Linked DNA regions of Sus scrofa: region 2 is linked to region 1. Evidence: chromatin contacts called from public HiChIP or PLAC-seq data. All regions are on one chromosome and are shown on one strand. Each heading gives the region's core, a stretch centred on a gene start, on an enhancer-like site or on the middle of the called end of the contact. The rest is flanking DNA. Distances are from core to core; before and after follow the strand shown.

Evidence for each region. HiChIP or PLAC-seq counts read pairs in DNA pulled down with a chosen protein or histone mark.
Region 2: a contact with region 1 is called in an H3K27ac HiChIP or PLAC-seq map of alveolar macrophages. The contact joins two enhancer-like sites. A contact is called at or near these places in 2 of 5 promoter capture datasets (fetal skeletal muscle and liver), 21 of 47 Hi-C or Micro-C datasets (adipocytes, alveolar macrophages, brain and 15 more) and 1 of 2 datasets of contacts at active chromatin or transcription factors (alveolar macrophages).

Annotation. Positions count from the first base shown.
Region 1 is chr17:31,547,201-31,550,824 of Sscrofa11.1, forward strand. No RefSeq gene overlaps it. Among named protein-coding and RNA genes, the nearest start is that of SMOX, 19 kb to the right of the region's middle. Within about 2 kb of position 1,616, at least 2 of the 83 cell types and tissues checked have an H3K27ac peak or open chromatin away from gene starts, as enhancers often do. A contact at or near this core is called in alveolar macrophages, where this site is marked.
Region 2 is chr17:31,609,254-31,612,544 of Sscrofa11.1, forward strand. No RefSeq gene overlaps it. Among named protein-coding and RNA genes, the nearest start is that of SMOX, 43 kb to the left of the region's middle. Within about 2 kb of position 2,003, at least 3 of the 83 cell types and tissues checked have an H3K27ac peak or open chromatin away from gene starts, as enhancers often do. A contact at or near this core is called in alveolar macrophages, where this site is marked.

The DNA.
Region 1 (3,624 bases), core at 366-2,865:
TCAGTTTAGTCATAAGAAAAACATCAGAAAAACTTCAATAGAGTGACACCTTACTATATACCTGACTACTCTCCTCAAAACTGTTAAGATCATCAAAGACAAGGAGAGTCTGAGAAAACATCCCAACCAAGAGGAACATGATGGCTAAATGTAACATGGTATCGTGGATGGAATTCTGAAACAGAAAAAGACATTAGGTGAAAACTAAGGAAAGATGAATAAACTATGGATTTTGATTAGTAATTACATACCAATATTGGTTAATTGGTTATAACAAGTGTACCATATTAATGTAAGATGCTAATAACAGGGAAAGGGGGCAGGGACTATATACTTGCTTTTTCTGTAAGTCTAAACTGTTCTTATAAAAGTCTATTGATACAAGAGTTCCCATTGTGGCTCAGTGGAAACGAATCTGACTAGGATCCAGGAGGACGCAGGTTTGATCCCTGGCCTCACTCAGTGGGTTAAGGATACGACATTGCCGTGAGTTGTGGTGTAGGTCAGCAGCTGCAGCTCCAATTTGACCCCTAGCCTAGGAACCTCCATATGCTGTGGGTGCCGCCCAAAAAAGACAAGAAAGGAAGGAAGGAAGGAAGGAAGGAAGGAAGGAAGGAAGGAAAGAAAGAAAGAAAAGAAGTCTATTGATACAACAACAAAAAAAAAGCTGATAGAGTTATAGCTGGACACTTCAGCTTTTCTCTCAACAATTAATAGAACTAGACAGAAAATCAGCAACGATATAGAGGAAATCAACACCACCATCCAGCAACAGTATCTAATCAACACCTGTAGAACACTCCACCCAACAACAGCCAAATACACATCCTTTGCAAGCACCATAGATCATATACCAAGATAGACCATATCCTGGGCCATAAAATAAACATCAAAAAATTTAAAAAAAAAAAGAAATCATACAGTCAAGATTTACTTGGGGGATAAAATAAGTTTGTATTTCTTATTTATTTAGTAAAATTATTAAAGCATAATTAAAACTTTCTAGCACAGAAGCTGGCATATAAAGATGAACAAAAGAAGGAATGAGGAGTTCCCGTCGTGGCGCAGTGGTTAACGAATCTGACTAGGAACCATGAGGTTGCGGGTTCGATCCCTGCCCTTGCTCAGTGGGTTAACGATCCGGTGTTGCCGTGAGCTGTGGTGTAGGTTGGAGACGTGGCTTGGATCCCGCGTTGCTGTGGCTCTGGCGTAGGCCGGCGGCTACAGCTCTGATTGGACTCCTAGCCTGGGAACCTCCATATGCCGTGGGAGCGGCCGAAGAAATAGCAAAAAGACCAAAAAAAAAAAAAAAAAAAAAAAAAAAGAAGGAATGAGTAAATGAATGAATGGAAGAGAAAATGTCTCCTCTTGAAGGCCAATAAGGCCTCTTTTTACAAAAGATTAAGAATGAAAAATAAATAATACTCTAGAATAAGTTGTAATATTACTTTATTAAAATGTTAAACATTAATTAAAGGTACTTTTTATGATATATTGAAATTTTTTAATTCAGAAAATTCAGAGAATCCAGAACACAGATGGTCTCTGCACAAGAAGGAAGCATGCCCACATGGCCAGCAGATGGCACCAGAGGATGTGGTTTAGCCCATGAGGTTGTCTTTCCACAGACCTAGAATCCTCCCCTCTCCCAGCCACGGAAAGGGAACACAAACCTAGTCCTTCCAGTGTCTGCCTCTGCAGCTGGAGGAACCCCACCAACCACTGCCAGGGTGAGGATAGTGAGGATGCAGAGAGAGCAAGTGTAGACAATACTAGTGTGAGAGGCAAGGAAAGATGGGAATTAGATGAGGGCTGGTGATGGCTAAGACATAAGGACACTGAAAGGCAGGTGGGAAGGATGGAGTAGAGAGAATGGGGGTAGGAAAGGACGAGCAGGGTCCTGGAGTTTGGGGCATGGGATGCACAAGTGGTGTTGAGTCTGGGGAAGGTCTAAAATGATGGGCATGCAGGCTGGTAGTTTGTAGATTTGCCAAGGAAGTTGCCTCCAGGTGGCTTCTATTTTGTCTGTGAAGCAGGAGACCATGTGGCCTGTTGACAGTTGGTGGAGAAGCAGAAGTGTCAGAGTTGAAGGAGAGCTGAGCAGGGAAGCCCAGCTGGATTGCTGGCCAGCATGGGGTGGGGCGGGGTCTGGGGGGTAACCACGCAGCTCAGCTTCTTCACTGACTTGCTCATTCATTCCGCAAAGATTCATTGATAACCTATGACACTAGGCACTATTTTGGACACCATAACCTACATTCTGTGTGCGTGTGTCTCTTATGAGGATTCAGGTTCAATTCCTGGCCTCACTCAGTGGGTCCCGTGTTGCCACAACTGTAGCATAGGTCACAGATGAGTCTCAGATCCCATGTTGCTATGGCTGTGACACAGGCCAGCGGTTGCAGCTTGTTTGACCCCTAGCCTGGGAACTTCCATATGCTGCAAGTGCAGCCATAAAAAGGAAAAAAAACTAACCCAAACTAAGCAAGGGGGAAAGTAATGGCTCATGTAGCTGGATAGGGCCCTGAAATAGCATACAAGTGGGAAGCAGGAGCTATGAGGCATCAGGTCTTGATCATGGCCTTTAACTGGGCGTGGACAGATGCTGTGTGAGTCCATGTGCTCCCTACATGAGAAGGGGAGCTGACAAGTCCAAGACAAAAGGAGTAAGTAACAGGTTCTGCAGTGAAATGAGGAGGAACACCCAATCCAACAGGTCAAAAATGCTTTCAAGAATGGAGCTCCCTGAGATAAGATATGCCTGACATTTGGGTTTTTTTTATTTGTTTCAGCTGCACCCCTGGCAAATGGAAGTCCCCAGGCCAGGAAGAAAATCTGAGCCACTACAGAGACAACACTGGATCCCCTAACAGAGAGCCAGGGATTGAACACTCCTGCAAAATTGGTGTTCAACAACCACCGCTACAGTCACGGGAGGCAAGAGCTAGCTTTCATATCCATCATCTCCAGGTGAACGAAGCAGGGCTGTGACCAACCCTCCGTTTCTTTTATGCAATACCTAACGTGAGCTTAGATGTCCTGGATGCCACCTTAGCAGGGCCACAACTCCTCCTGTTTGTTGAGATTTGATTATCCTACACAAATTAAGAGTAGCCTAGACAAACACCCCAGCCGGTCATTATGAGAACACATGGCTTCATGCAACTCTACCATTATGTTGGGCAGACCAGTAATTAGACAGGCAGTTCTCTAGAAGTGAACCAGCAGCCCACCTCACTCTGCACTTTGGGATCACCCTTGGGTTCAACTGGACAGGCCCGGGCAAATCAGGGTGATGTAACCCAGGAGTGCTTCACTCCTCCCTTTGCTGTGGTGAGGCAGGCATCCCAAAGTGACCTTCATGAAGTGGGAGCTAATACTGCTCACCTGTTCTAGAGCAGCAAACATGGAAAGCGACAGTACCTGCCAAGTACCAGGGCTCCTTGAAGGAACATACCTGAAGCTTCCATAAAACCACAACCATGCCCGTGGATTCACTGATGCCCACAGCACAAGAAACCATGCAACCAATTCTACCTAGACTCCAGTGCCAGGAAAAGAAGCTTACTCTGGAGTGACCTCCCATAGGTGGCAGGAATTGTATAGCAGGTGCTGGCATGGGTG
Region 2 (3,291 bases), core at 753-3,252, 62 kb after region 1:
TGTGGCATAGGCTGGCAGCTACAGCTCCAATTCAATTCAACCCCTGGCCTGAGAACTTCCATAGGCTACAGGAGCAGCCATAAAAAAGAAAAAAACAGAAAGAAAAAAAGGGGCTTTGGGAATTCCCTGGTGGCTCAGTGGGTTAAGGAACTGGCAGTCACTGCTGTGGCTCAGGTCACTGCTGTGGTGCAGATTTGATCCCTGGCCTGAGAATTTCTGCGTACTTTTGGTACGGCCAAATAAAATAAAATAAAATTGGCTTTGAAGCATGTGACCTCCCTGGGTTCTGCATACCTTTCACAATTGGCTTCAGACTAGTATAGAAGATCTGAGGTTGCTTTATGGGCTGCAGGTCAGGCTTAAAGTTTCTTTGGCAGTCCAGCACCATCTAACCTTTAGAAGGCTTCAGATGTGTTTAGCCACACTTTGATGTTTAAGTAAACTTACCCAAAGAAGGTCTTTTTTTATTTTTCTTCTTTATTTATGCTTTTGAAAACTCTTGACTTTTTTATTGACATTGATATTCAGATAGCCTCCATTATTTCGCTTAATGGCATCTCCCTAAGGACATACGAAATAATAGCCTTGGATTTTTCTGTTTGTTTGTTTGTCTTTTCTAGGGCCATACCCGAGGCATATGGAGGTTCCCAGGCTAGGGGTCTAATTGCAATTCCTCAATTCTCATGGACACTGAATGTCCTATAATTCAACTCAATCCTGATACTGTCTATGTGAAGGTGACATCAGATCTCACAGGTTAAGGGCTCAGTCCTAACAAGACTGTCCCCTTCCCACTTCAGATACCAATAGCTGCAAGTCCAGGTTGTCACCTGTGCTTCTGACTGGCTGTAGATCAGAGGTTCCCATGGCCGCTTTCTTGGGTTTGATTAAGTTCATGCATGGAGACATTTTTATTTACTCTATTACTGGTTTATTATAAAGAGATATAACTCTGGAACAGCCAATCAGAACAGGTGCATAGGGCAAGGTATGGGGAAAGCATGAGGAGCTTCCATGTCCTCTCCAGGCATACCACTCTCCGGATCTCTAAAGGCATGATTAAATAAATCATTGGCAATTAGTGATTGAACTCAATCTCCAGATCCTCTTCCCTTTCTGGAGGTCAGGGGGGAGATGGGACAAGAAGTGGTTTCCCTGGCAACCAGCCCCTCCATCCTTATGGGCTTTCCAAAGGTCATTTCATTAACATAAACTTAGGTGAGGTTGAAAGGGGTTTGTTATGAATATCAAGACACCTTTATTGTTTTTATTACTTGAGAAATCCCAAGAGATTTACGAACTTTATACCAGAAACCAAGGGTAAAGACCAAATATATATTTTCTATGATAAATCACAATATCACAGATATGAAGGCAACAGCTATATTTTGATCTTTGCTGCTGGACAGATTTACACTGTGCAGCCAAGAACCCTTCTTGTAAGTGCTTGAGAAAGCCTTGGGGGTCCCAGTTTAATCACTTACTTAGGATGCCTTTTCCTAGCCACCTCCTTTAAATATCCCAGTATCTGGGATGGTTATCTTCAGGCTCCTTATTCTGGGATCACCCCCTTATGCCAGGTAACCCTTTGGGGAAGGATCTAAACAATCTTCTTTTCCTCTCTTGTATGGCCACATCTGGTACAAAAAGACAGTTCCTTTGACCCACCTCCTCAGGGGCTAAACTTTACTCCCCAAAACATCTCCGTTTAGATCTCAGACGGTCAGTTCAAGGCAGTCTTGTAAAAATCAATTTTCTTTGGTGAATCAGGTACCAGTCTGCTGTGTCCTGCAAGTTCCAGGGGCACACATCAAGCTTTCTGAACGGTGCCAAAAGACTCTCATTTGACTCTAGATAAAGGACAGCATCCCCTGCTTCGAGGGAGATAGGACCGTAGCACACATTTCAACCCTCTCTGCCTCACCAACCTCTTCCATTGCCCAGAGAAGGGGAGGGTCATCTAAGGTTCCTAAAACTGGTTTTAGAGACATTCTTTCCACATCCTGCATAGATGGTCTAACAGGACTTCCTCTTGGTACAGAGGTTGGGATGGTGCCACCTATTCTCTTAGGACCTCAGCTGAAATCAGTACACAAAGAGTCCAATCTTGCCATATGCATTAACATCCTGCCATATTTAAGGGTGACAAACAACCAGTAGAAGCCTCCAAACCTCAGGGATATTTTTCAACTGGAACATAAGGCTAAATAAAGCACTTCCTCTGTGGGAGGGAATGTGGGGTTTGGAGTGGGTGTCACTTAAGTCCAACTCTTTTTCATGAATGAATAAATAAATAAATAAAAAGCATTCACCAGGAACATCCTCCCAGCTCGGAAATTCCACAGTCAACTCAGCTCCCAACACCACTTCCTGCTGCAGACGGAAGATGGGTTCCGTTCCAGATATTCTGGGCCCAGCCTTGGCCGCCTTCCCTAGACGGTGTATTTATTCGGCAGTTGCCACCATCCTCCTCCTTTCCCGTATCCCATCTCAGTTCGCTCCTCATTAGCTGGATGCTGAGGAACAACGGAGAATGGGAGACCCCATTTCAGAGAGCTTTCCCTTCCTCCATCCACCACTCCCAAAATCTTCCTGTTGCTACAGAGCATACCCCTTATAAATACCTCCCTGCCTTGGGTTCTGCTCATCACCAAGCCCCTGGAATCTTGCTTCTGCCCTTATCACTTTATTGGTACTGTCCTTCAATGTTATCCTCAGTGGACCTTTGTACATCCTCATCTGACTTTTATGTTCTTGGAACCATTTGACTCACTAACCATTTCCTCCTTCCTTGGTAGTGTTCTTGGTTTCCTTGGCATCAGGTTCTGACTTTCCTCTCATTTCTCTGGCCACACCTCCTCAGTCTCCTGCTTCTGATTAAATCCCAAATGTGGCAGTTCCTCCATATTTGAGGCTCAGTTCACTTCTCCACTCAAGCCACACTCATGTCCTAGGTGTGATGTCATCTCCATGCCTGCAGTGAAGTCCCACAGTCTGTATCTTCGGTCTAGATGAGTCCCCTGAACTTTCATGTATACTCCCAACTATCACATGTTTCCACTTGGATGAGCCTCAGGCACTTCAAATAAAACATGTGAGAAAGGATTCTCATTTCTCTCATCCACCCATAAAATGCTATTTCTTTTTCCTTTCTTTTTTTTTTTTAATTTATAGAGTTCCCATTGTGGCTCAGCAGGTTAAGAATCTGACTAGTATCCATGAGGATGCATGTTCAATCCCTGGCCTTGTTGAGTGGGTTAAGGATCCAGCATTGCCACAAGCTGCAGCATA